2 separate regions of the Oryctolagus cuniculus genome follow, and region 1 is linked to region 2. The links are chromatin contacts, called in public Micro-C maps. All regions are on one chromosome and are shown on one strand. The core of a region is the stretch at or near the end of the contact, and the rest is flanking DNA. Distances in the headings are between cores, read along the strand shown.

What was found. A called contact is a pair of places that touch in the nucleus more often than the background predicts.
Region 1: a contact with region 2 is called in a Micro-C map of ear pinna, with 5 times the contacts expected there. The contact joins the promoter of EFCAB2 here to the promoter of ADSS2 in region 2. A contact is called at or near these places in 2 of 6 Hi-C or Micro-C datasets (ear pinna and an unstated tissue).

What each region holds. Positions count from the first base shown.
Region 1 is chr13:64,976,459-64,982,772 of mOryCun1.1, forward strand. It overlaps EFCAB2 (EF-hand calcium binding domain 2), which reads left to right and starts at 1,568. Exons shown (of 7, transcript XM_008268166.4): 1 at 1,568-2,585. The coding sequence starts at 2,567.
Region 2 is chr13:64,415,685-64,421,092 of mOryCun1.1, forward strand. ADSS2 (adenylosuccinate synthase 2) reads right to left here and starts at 3,459. Exons shown (of 13, transcript XM_070055619.1): 1 at 3,137-3,459. The coding sequence starts at 3,319.

The DNA.
Region 1 (6,314 bases), core at 318-2,817, 560 kb after region 2:
CCTTTGCCGTTGGTTCACCCTCCAATGGCCGCGGCGGCTGGCGCACCGCGGCCGGCGCACCGCACTGATCCAATGGCAGGAGCCAGGAGCCAGGTGCTTCTCCTGGTCTCCCATGGGGTACAGGGCCCAAGCACTTGTGCCATCCTCCACTGCACTCCCTGGCCACAGCAGAGAGCTGGCCTGCAAGAGGGGCAACCGGGACAGAATCCGGCGCCCCGACCGGGACTAGAACCGGGTGTGCTGGCGCCGCAAGGTGGAGGATTAGCCTAGTGAGCCACGGCGCCGGCTCAGGGTTTCATTCTTATTAACCTGTACTGCCAATACTTACACACAAAAAAATACAATGCAAATGGACAAACTGCCTTACTTGCAATGAATGTTGTAGATGTGGATCTTCTCAACAAGTCCCCGTGAAGACTAATTCTTAATTGTTGATCTATGTATTATTTGAGATAAAAAAACTGAGGAGTTGTTCCAGGCACCAGGGACATATGGCTGAGTGAAGCAGTTCCCTCCTCTGGAGGGAGGAAAGCCATAGCAAATCAGCGTGAGAAGCTCCCTGAGGAAGGGGTTGAGAGGGCAAACTTGAAGGAGTAGGTGACCTTGAAGGTCATCAGCAGGACAAGCAGCAGGGGACAGCAGTTTGTGGGAGAGTGCCTGCTGGTGCACGGAGAGCTGGGGACAGGCATTCCAGAAAGAAAAAAGCCTGCCAACAGCTAAGCAAAGCCAGAGCAGTGACAAGTGAGCCCGAGAGCAGATTTGGAGTTTCCTACTTTCTTCAAACCCTTCCTTATTTATATGGAGAGCCTTTAAAAATAAATAATTAGCACACAATGAGTGTAGGATTTAAATATAAATGAATGTTAATGAGTATTTCTGGGTATTAAGAACATACTATATACAATTGGAATCATTTTATGTAAGCATTTATCTTCCAATACAAGCTATTTTGTGATGATTCAATTGTTTATATTCAAATTCACACAGAATGCTGATCACAGCACCAAATGATATCTTCAATAGGAAAATGCATTTTTTAAAGGATTTATTTATATGAAAGTTACTTAGAGGGAGACATGCTGATTCACTCCCTAGATGGCTGCAATGGCTGGGGCTAGGCCAGGCCAAAGCCAGGAGCCAGGTGCTTCAACCCAGCCTCCCTCATTAAATGGCAGGAGCCCAAACACCTGGGCCAACTGCTGCTTTCCCAGGTTGATTTGCAGGGAGCTGGATTGGAATTGGAGCAGCTGGGACTTGAACCAGAGCCCCTATGAGACAGGTGGTGGCTTTATGCGCTGTGTCACAACACCATCCCCCCAAATGTGTATTTTTATAATGAAGAATACAGTCAGTTTGCTTTAGGGCTTACTCAGATTACAGAACCAGAATAAAAGGAGCACTAAAAACTGTTAATAAAATCATTAAATATGTTGTATTTCGAAGGCCTCTTAAAAAGTTATGGTTACCGGTTTATAAATCAGTTTTATGTTACAAATTGTTTAGCACATACACATACACACTGAAATACATACACATTGAAATAGTTTGAATAAATGACTCGTTTGAAACACATCATCAGGATTTTATTGAAAGCTCTTTTTCAGAAGAAAATATCCTAGTGAACATAGCCTAAAAAGAAAAAAACTGCCATGACACTGTCACAGCTGCCGAGTTTCAGGAAAGCACTTTTGAAAACTCCTATGATAACAACGCAGGTCAAGCCAGATTTCACCAGAAAAAAACACATTTAAACGTATGCAACACCGAGCACAACCCAGCCCCATTTTTGTTGCTAGGAGAACCTTCTATTTTGTATCAGGCATCGCAGCCTTGACGACGCAATGTTTGCGCGTATTTTGCACATGTTTTTCTACAGCGACTCCTCTCCCGCAGTAATAATAGTCGAATGGCTCTGGTTTCCTCTTGCGCCCGGCCCAGTTTTTCCGTTGCAGCCCCAGTTCTCACAGGCGGCGGGGCGCTCGCTGGCTCGCTCGCTCCGGGACAGGGCGGCGCGGACCGGGGGACCAGCGCGGCTGTGAATGGGGAGGGAGGAGGCTGGAGGGCGGCTCGGGTCTGCCCCCCTTACCCCCCCAGGAGCTGAGCTCTTCACCCAGCAGCTCTGGCTGCGTTTCCAAATCGGCAGTTTGGGGAAAAGAAAAAAAAAAAAAAAGCAACGCCACGTCTTGCAAACACGAGGGGAGGGGGCGAGCACTCTGTGCGCGCGCGGCCCCCAAGGGGTGAGAAAGGAGGGGCCCGGAACCTTGTGAAATAAACTCCCCTAGACCCAAAGTCCCCGGGCTCGGGCCCCCGGGCTGGAGGGCGACACCGGGTCCAACGGCCGACCCGCCGGCGGCGCGCGCGCCCGAGGGTCGTGGCGGGAAGCGCGCCAGCTCCCAGTGTTCCCTCTACCGCCGCCCGGGGTCTTCCTTCCCCACGATTCCGAGCCACCCCGCCTCCAGGGTGCGCGGGGGTGCGCGGGGGAGGGGACCCGCAGGGGGCAAGGACGCCGGGACCGACGTTAACCGTTAACGGTGGGCTTCTCCCCGGCGACCGGCGCGGCTACAAGATGGCGGATGATAGAGAAGGTACAGGTAGGCGCGCCGAGGGGAGGGCTGCCCTCGTCGCCCGCTGCGACCCGGGGCTGTCCCGGCCGGGGAGGGGCGGGCCACCCTCCATCTTGTCCCTGCCGCGGGAAAAGGGTGGCCTCCGGAGGGTGCCCTCCCGCCCCCGGCCCCGCAGCCCGCCCGGGCCGCCGCCGGGCCCCGCCCCTCCCCTCCCCTCCCCCGCCCCCGCCAGCGGCGTCCTCCTCCCCCGCCCGCGGAGGCCCGGCCTGCTGCAGCGCGGGCTGCGGAGGAGGCGCCGGCCCGCGGACGCTGATAATGGCGTCGTTGTTCACGGTCGCCGCCGCCGCCTCCACACCCTGGTCGGGGTCTCGCTGCCGCAGGCGCCACACCAGCAGCTGTCCCGGCTGTGGGCACCGGGGGGCCGGCCTGGCCGGGGACGGGTTCTGGCCGCCCAAATCTGGCGGAGTCCGCTCAGCCCGCGCTGAAGCCCCGCCCCGGCCCCGGCTGGATGGCGTTTGCGGCCACCATCTTGCCGCCTCGGTGAGGACGCGAGAGGACGGCCTCGGGGTCACAGCCGCTCCTGCCGCGCCTCTCTGGTGGTGGGACTCGGGGCTGCACCTCGTCCGGCATCTTAAAAACACAGAAACAGTAACGGCCCACGCAGCTGTTCATAAAGAGGGAAAAAGCGAGAGCGGGCGGGGCCGCGCTTGCGCCGCGGTGCGCGGGGCGGTCTGGCCGGGTTGCGGCGGGCCGAGAGGATTGATGTGTTGCCCGTGCGGAGCCGCGGATCCCTAACATCCACGTTTAGTTTTCAAGGGCCCGGACGTTGTCTTTAATTCAGGGCTGTGATTTAAAATCGGGTCCTCGGTTAACCGTCCTCTTAGTCACGCCAAAATAATTGTTTGATAATTGGCAAAAACACCGAAAGAATTACGAGACCGTAGAATCGAACATCTTAGAAGTGAAAAATCACACTCTACTTTGGTTTCCTTTTTGGAGCCTTCAGAAAAGCTCTATTTTTTTTTTTTTTTAAATCAAAGAACAAAGGTAGTTTGGGCTCACAGCTAGGGTTTACGTGAGCTCCCCAGTCATGGTGAGCCCAGAAGATCTGCGCAGACAAACGTGAAACCGTGCCAAAGGCCTACTTACTTGATGACAGGCATACTGATTTTTATAGTAATCCGGGAAGGCAGGCTTATTTTATTCATTTTGCTTTTAGCAAGACTTAACCCAGAAAACGGGATGTTATTTTGATCTATTGTTATTATGTACCAAAAAGGAGAAAAATCATCACAGATTTTTTTTTTTAAATCTGATCAACCTAAAAATTTTTTTTTAAAGAGGTTGGGAGCTTCCCATTTTTTTCAGTTTTCAACGAATACTTTTTTCTGTTGAAAATTAATTTGGATGAAGATGTAGTTATGTGTATAACCATAGAAGAAGTAATAAGTGGTGAAAGCTGGCTGTCTTTTATTCAGTTGTCATTTGTTTAATGCTTGTCCTATGGAAGGCAGATTCAACACAGATGACAAGGACATCGAGGTCAGTGAGGGAGATAACACACACAAATGGGAGGGGACAGGTAACCAGGCTGAACAACTTTTGTGCCCAACATTATGGCAGGTGTAATGGACTCAGGCAATCTGGGCGTCACTGGGAGCTTACCAGAAATGAGCGGTCTCAGGCACTGCCCTAGACCTACCAAATCAGAGACCTTGTTCTAATGTATCCCTGGGTGCTCCATATGTGCATTAAAGTTGGGGAAGCATTGTTGTGTGCTGTATCTCATTTATTCTTAAAACAGTTTTATAAGGATATTACTCATGTAATGAAATACCACACAGCACTTTATAAATATGCACACTTTTTATATTTCAGAACTTTTTAATAAATTCTGTTTATGTGAATTTTAAAAAACTCAGGAGACAACTAACTGCAGTCTGAAGGGTATGAGGAAATAAATGGGGACTCATTTGGTGATATATCTTTGAGAGGACATTGCATTCCTATATTTGATTCTCAGTTCTTTTATTTTTTATTTTTTTGACAGGCAGAGTGGACAGCGAGAGAGAGAGACAGAGAGAAAGGTCTTCCTTTACCGTTGGTTCACCCTCCAATGGCCTCTGCGGCTGGCGTGCCGATCCGAAGCCAGGAGCGCCAGGTGCTTCTCCTGGTCTCCCATGCAGGTGCAGGGCCCAAGGACCTGGGCCATCCTCCACTGTACTCCCGGGCCACAGCAGAGAGCTGGACAGGAAGAGGAGCCACTGGGACAGAATCTGGCGCCCCGACTGGGACTAGAACCTGGGGTGCCGGCACCGCAGGTGGAGGATTAGCCTATTGAGCTACGGTGTCAGCCAGTTCTTTTATTTTTTAAAGATCTTTTTAAAGCGTGAACCTTTTTTTTTGTAGAAATTTTTATTTATTTATTTGTTTGAGAGAGTAGCAGAGAAAAGAGAATGATAGAGAGATCTTCCATCCTCTAGCTCACTCCCCAAATGGCTGCACAGGATGGGACTGTGTCAGGTCAAAACTTGGAGCCCAAAGCTTCATCCGGGTCTCCTACGTGGGTGCAGGGGCCGAAGCATTGAGCTGTCTTCTGTGGCTTTCCCAGGCACATTAATAGGGAGCTAGCTGGATTGCAAGTGGAGCATGGAGGACTTGAGCCAGCTCCCTTATGGGAAGCAGGCATTGCAGTTGGTGGCTTTACCAGCAGGGTCATACGCCAGCCCCATGAATTACCCCTCCTTTTTTGAAAGGGTTTATTTATTTTATTTGAAAAGCAGAGTTACAGGGGGGAGGGGGGAGAGATAGCCAGCCAGACAAATCTTCTATCTGCTGGTTCACTGTCCAAATGATCTCAACGACCAGGGCTGGACCAGGCTGAAGCCAGGAGTCAGGAACCTGGAATTCCATCCAGGTCTCCAATATGGGTGCAAGGGGCCAGGTACTTATTTCATCTTCTACTTCTTTCCCAGGCACGTTAGCAGGGAGCTGGATTGGAAGTGGAGCAGTCAGCACTAGAACCCATGCCCATATGGGATGTCAGCGTCACAGGCAGCAGCTTAGCCTGTGGTGTCACAGTGCTGGCCCCTGGTTCTCAGTTCTGAAGGTTCAGAAATACATGTAACAGGTCAGAATCTGGATTGGAAGATTCACTCTAACTAGAAAAGACTGATATGCAAACCTGAATGATTGATTATGATTAGTTTAAGCAGTGGTACGTTGATGCATGGGCCAGAAAGCTAATTTCACTACCTAGTAGGCTATTATATGGGTAATACGTAAGCTTTGGAGGAGTGTGTTTATATTTCGGAAGATACTTTTCAAATTAGAATCAAACAGAAGATAGTTTTGAAGTGTATACCTATTACCCTCTAAGTTCCCAGAGAGCAGGTACTATTTCTGATCTATAACTGGCTGATTGGCAGAGTGCTTGGCATACATTAGGCATTCAAGTATATGTTAAATTCAGATTATTTGAACTAATCAAACATACCTAAAAGTACGTTAATCTAGTTTCTCTTTTTTTGTTTAAGCTATATGATTCTATCTCATTTGGTTTCATAAACTTTTTTTTAGTGCCAGAGTATGCCCTGGCATGTCTTTAAAAGAAACTATTATAAAGATCTCTTTGTAGAGATATACATGTGTTTTATATGTTCATAGTTGATCTTGAGGGTTTTTAAAAGTTGTAAGAGAGGAGTAAGTTTCCATAGCCATCGTATCCAGCTCCTCTTCAACATTTAAGGA
Region 2 (5,408 bases), core at 2,209-4,708:
TCCTAATCATGAACATGTATCAGGCACTATAGGGGCTGAGTGTTAGGATACAAGTTAAGCTGCCCCTCAGGGCACCCACATCCCATAGCAATGTGCCTGCGATCCAATCCTGACTCTGCTTCAGATCCAGCTTCCTGCTATTATACACACTGGGAGGCAGCAGACAATGGCTCAGGTACTTGCTTGTGTTACCCATGTGGGAGACCTGGACAGAGTTCCTAGCTCCTGTCTTTGGACTAACCCAGCCGCAGTTGTTGTGGGCATCTGGGAAGTGAATCAGCAGGTGGAAGCTCTCTCGCTCTCTCTCTCTCTGCCTTTCAAATAAAAATAAACATAATTTTTACAAAGCACTGCACAGCAGGTTAAGCCATGGCCTGCAGCACCAGCATCCCATATAGACCCAGGTTCGAGTCCCGGCTACTCCACTTCAGATCCAGCTCCCTGCTAATGCCCCTGGGAAAACAGCAGAAGATGGCCCAAGAGCTTGGGTCCCTGGAGAGACCCAGATGAATCTCCTGGCTGCTGGCTTCAGCTTTGCCCAGCCCTGGTCATTGTGGCCATTTGGGGAGTGAACCAGTGGATAGATGATCTGTCTCTCCTCTCTCTTCGTAACTCTGCTTTTCAAATACATAAAATAAATCTTTTTTTGTAAAAAAGCACTGCAATAATATAAAGATAATATAAGGAAATAATTAAATCAAAAGTTTGAAGGTGAGCAAAGTTTACTACCAAGTCTGATCATTTTTTTCTCCACTGTTAGATAACATTTTATTTTATTCTTACTTATTTGAAAGGCAGAGAGACACAGAAACAAAGAGAGATCTCCCATCCACAGGTATGCACAATAGCCTGCAACAGCCAAGGCTGGGCCAGGTTCAAGCTGAAAGCCAGAAACTCAACCCAGGTCTTTCACATGGCGGCAGTGACTCAACTATTTGAATCACCTGGCACCCACAAGATGTTCATTAGCAAGCAGCTGTAACCTGGAGTCGTGTTAGGACTGGAACCCAGGCACTCTGACGTCCCACACAGCATCTCATGCACTACGGCCAACACCTGGCCATTAGCTAGCATAGTAACGCTAAACTTGGTTCCTTCTCAGTTAATCAGTCTTCCCGGGGCATCAGAATAGCGTGGTCTGTAACTCCTCAACACTACTTTGATAATAGACACCTTCTCCAAACTACAAACTAATTCTTGTAGTTTTCAAAGGAATTGAATCTTTTTTTTAAATTATTTATTTTGAAAGGCGGAGTTACAGAAAGGTAGGAAGACACATACACACACACACAGAGAGAGAGAGAGAGAGAGAGAGAGAGAGATTTTCCATCTGCTGGTTCTCTCCTTAGAAGCTGTAACCCCAGTGCTGAGCCAGGCTGAAGCCAGGAACTAGGGGCTTCATCTGGGTTTCCCATGTGGGTGCAGGAGCCCAAACACTTGGGCCATCTTCTACTGCTTTCCTAGGCCCATTAGCAGAGAGCTGGATGGGAAGAGGAGCAGCCAAGACTCAAACTGGTGCCCATATGGGACCGCGTTGATGCAGGCAGCAACTCTGCCTGCTGCACCACAGTGCCGGCCCTCCTAATTCTTTTAGAATAAATGCTACAGTGGTTACATTTCCCCAAACCTTAGAGCCCTTAACTGAGCCCTACATGAATGCTACCATCTAGGTGAAGGAGATGACAGAGAGGAAACAAAGAGACCTCAGGTTCCTCTGAATAAGTCTTTCACCACAGCATGGTCAGATCTGATTTGAAGACAAAAGGGGCAGCAGCATGGCAGGAATTCAGGGCAACACCTCTGGGGGTGCCCAAGTGTGGAGGTAGAACAAGTGTGTTGCCAGAGGGGCAGAGGAAACAAGGCTGAAAGGGAGGGAGGCTTATCCACTCGGTGCAACAGCCATCCTAGCCAGGAAACCTGCAGAGGAGATTTCTACAAGCAGGACAATCAAGTTGGGGGAGGCAGAGCTTGCTTCTGTTTCGCTTTGCACACTCTGTGACTTGCTTGTTTCTGCACGTTCAAATGGTGTTCGATTCCAGGTAAAGGTTCCCATCCCGCCGCCCTCCGGACTTGTTTCCTCACCTGCAGCACCATCTCCTCCTAGTGTGCCAGGAATATTCTACAAGAAAAACGAGTGCAACCTACAAAGGCTATAGTTAATTCCAAAGATTACATTTGGTTTCAGAAAAGGATTTCTCATCGATTTCTGATTTTGAAATTGGGGCTGGTTAACTGAGGGCCTTTCCAAAGGTCTAGCCACCAGGCTGCTTCAAGAGGAACGACAAATAGGAAGAAAACTTAACGCTGAAAACCACGTGTCTCCCGGTAGGAAGTGCATTACCACTCGGTTTCCCTGAAGGGAACTTTCGATGTGACTGTGACACTGTAAACAGTTCCAAATGCCCGATGTGACATCCATGTATTTCCTTGCCTCACTTTGTAACAGAGCGGGGATTCCCTTCTTCTGGGAACACAGAGTAAAGAATCTCTCCTGCAAACGTAAACAAAACCCCACAGGGCCCTTTAACAGTCCAAAGCCCAGAAGGTGGGTTCTGATGTCAACAAAGTAGACCTGAGAAGGCAGCACTCGGCACTGCCGGGGCCTGCAGGTGGGGCAACGGTGAGTCTGGATTTCAGGGCATTTTGGAAAAAATCCACTCCCACTTGGCCGCCCTGGATGGGTGGGTGATGGGCAGGTTCTGCGGCCGCGCCTGGTTCCCGCCCCGTCCCCGCCCGGAGTCGGGAGCAGGCCTCGGGCGGTAGCTCCTCAAACTCCGACCGCATCCCACCCCGCGCCCGGCCCCAGTCTCCGAACCGGGCACCGGTCCCCACACCGAAATCTGCAACTCCCAGGCACCGCGCGTCTATCGAAGATCCCCCGTCAGCCGCATTGTCCTCCAGAGCCACCCAGAGCTTCACCCGAGACTCCAGGTTGGGGGGGGGGGGGGTCCCTGACCTCCCGCCATTTCTGCTTGTCGCCGCAGCTCACAGCAAGAGCAGAGAACCTCAAGGTGACACCTCCTTTTTGGCCGGCAGATCTGGGTTCTGGGCCCGAGTTCCCGGGCACCAGAAGCCCAGCGGCCAGGAAGCCGCGGCTCCCGGGCCCGGCTTCGCGGTCAGAGCCGCGCCGCCTTACCTGGCAGCGGCACACGATGTCGGCGTCCTGCGCCAGCAGATCCACCACCTTCCCTTTGCCTTCGTCACCCCACTGCGCGCCGAGCACCACCGTCACCCGATTGCCTCCCGGCTGCGCCCTGGGCCGGCCGCAGTCGCCGTTGGGCAGGGAGGATGCTGCCGGGTTGGTCTCGGCGAACGCCATGGCTCCGCTGAGGCGGCGAGGACAGCCCGAAGGGGACGCGGCCAACGAGGAGTGCGCGAACTAAACCGCTCTGCGGCCGCCAGCCACATGCGGAGGAAGAAGGAGCCAGAGGCCGGCCCCGCCCCCGCCCCCGCCCCGCCGGGCCGCCACCCTCCAGCCAGGCCCCGCCCCGCTCTCCGCCGCGGCCCGCTCACGGGGCGACCACGACTGCCCCGCGCAGGCCAACCTCGGCAGCACCACCCGCACAACAAGCCCGCCACCCCGGGGCCGAGGCCGCGCCCCTTCCGCGGCCAGGCGCGCCACTCCAGCGCGGACCCCGCGAGCGGAAGGGGCAGGGGCGGGGCTTCAGTCGCGCTTCACCTCCAACGCCCCGCCCACTCCCCCGTCCTCCCGCTTTCAAACTTCAGAGGCGCGGAGGTGCGTCGGACTACAGCTCCCGGCATGCAGCGCTCTGGGCTGCGGCGCCGTAGTCCCGTGCCCCGGTGTCCCGGTGTCTGCCATCTGCCGGTTTCCGTCTCTGGAAACGTTCGTTTTTGTTTTAAAAGATTGATTTCTATTAAGGGCTGAGATACTGTACATAGAATGAAAAAGGTGCGATTTTAAAATGCAAACAAGAAATGAGAACGTGTACCTTCAGGGATGGAAAGTAAAATTCCACAGTAAGAGCAGAGATGGAGGCACAGGTCAAAAAGGGCAAACTCAAAAGTAAGGCACAGGATATTAGCTCAGGAAATCTAGAGATCAAGTAGAGCCCTTACCCTTCTTATGCTACACGTTAGTGATAAAGGCTCAGGCTCCGAGAGGAAGGAATTATCTGTTAATTATGTACAGATGAGAGTACACCAGTAAGGTCATAGAAAAATGGAGGTAAAGCGCTAGTTTATGATGGCGCAAAAAATTTTGAAATCCTTGCATAGTTTTTTCATAACACATTTTCCACGAGCTTCTTCAAGTGCTCCTGTACTATGATGAAATTCTGAATTCCTCACAACCTTGCAGATACGGTAGGTGATACTATCTTATCCTTATTTTGCAGGATGAAAGCGAGGTCGCTAGGTAGGCATTTGGAGCAGCAGTAAAGATGCTGTTTGCGATGCCCACATTCCATATCTGAGTGCCTGGCTTAGCTTCCCAGCCCGCCTCACTGCTAACGTGGTTCCTGGAAGGCAGCAAGTGATGGTGCAGGTGCTTGTGCTAGCGCCCATGTGACAGACCTGCGTTGAGTGCCAGGGTGCTGGTTTCAGCCTGCTGCAGCCCCAGATATTGTAGGTATTTGAGGAATAAACCACTAGAGGAAATTCTCTCTCTCTCTCTCTCTCTCTCTCTCCTCCCCCTGCCTCCCTCCCTTTCAACTTTCCAAATAAATAATTTTTGTTTTGTTTTGTTTTCAAGTCAATGTGTTTTTAATTAAAAAATGGAGCTGTTGCACAGCTGGTTAAGCAACTTCTTGGGACACCTATATCCCACATTAGAGTGCCAGTTGGAGTCCCAGCTGTTGTTCTTCCAATCCAGCTTCCTACTAATGTATCCTGAGAGGTAGCAGATGATGCTTCCAGAGCTTGATCCCCTGCCCACCCACGTGGGAGACCCAGAGAGAGTTCCTGCCTCCTACGTTTGGCCTGGCCCAGCTCTCACTGTTATGATCATTTGGGAAGTATATGGGTAGATGAAAGATACTTCTTTCTCTCTCTCTCTCTTTCTGTCTCTCTCTCTCTCTCTCATTCTGCCTTTGAAGTACATAAAAATAAACATTACAAAACATTTTAATAAAAGCTAGGTAACTTGATGCAGTGGGCTGTGAATTGGTACCTAGACAGAGCCCAGAGCCCAGTCCCTTACTGAATAGCCTACTCATTACTTCTAAGTGCCTTTCAGTGCTAGATTATAGAGTATGTCTACTGTTGACCCTTTCAGTTGCACAGAAATTAACTACACATCTCATTAAGATAAAAATTGCTTGGGAAAAGGTGGGAATAGAATCGTGTCATATGTAGTGTCTCCCAAATCATATACGACACCACATTCTCTAATGATCTTTCAAGGCGTTTCAGTATTTTTTTTTAAGATTTATTTATTTTACTTGAAAGAG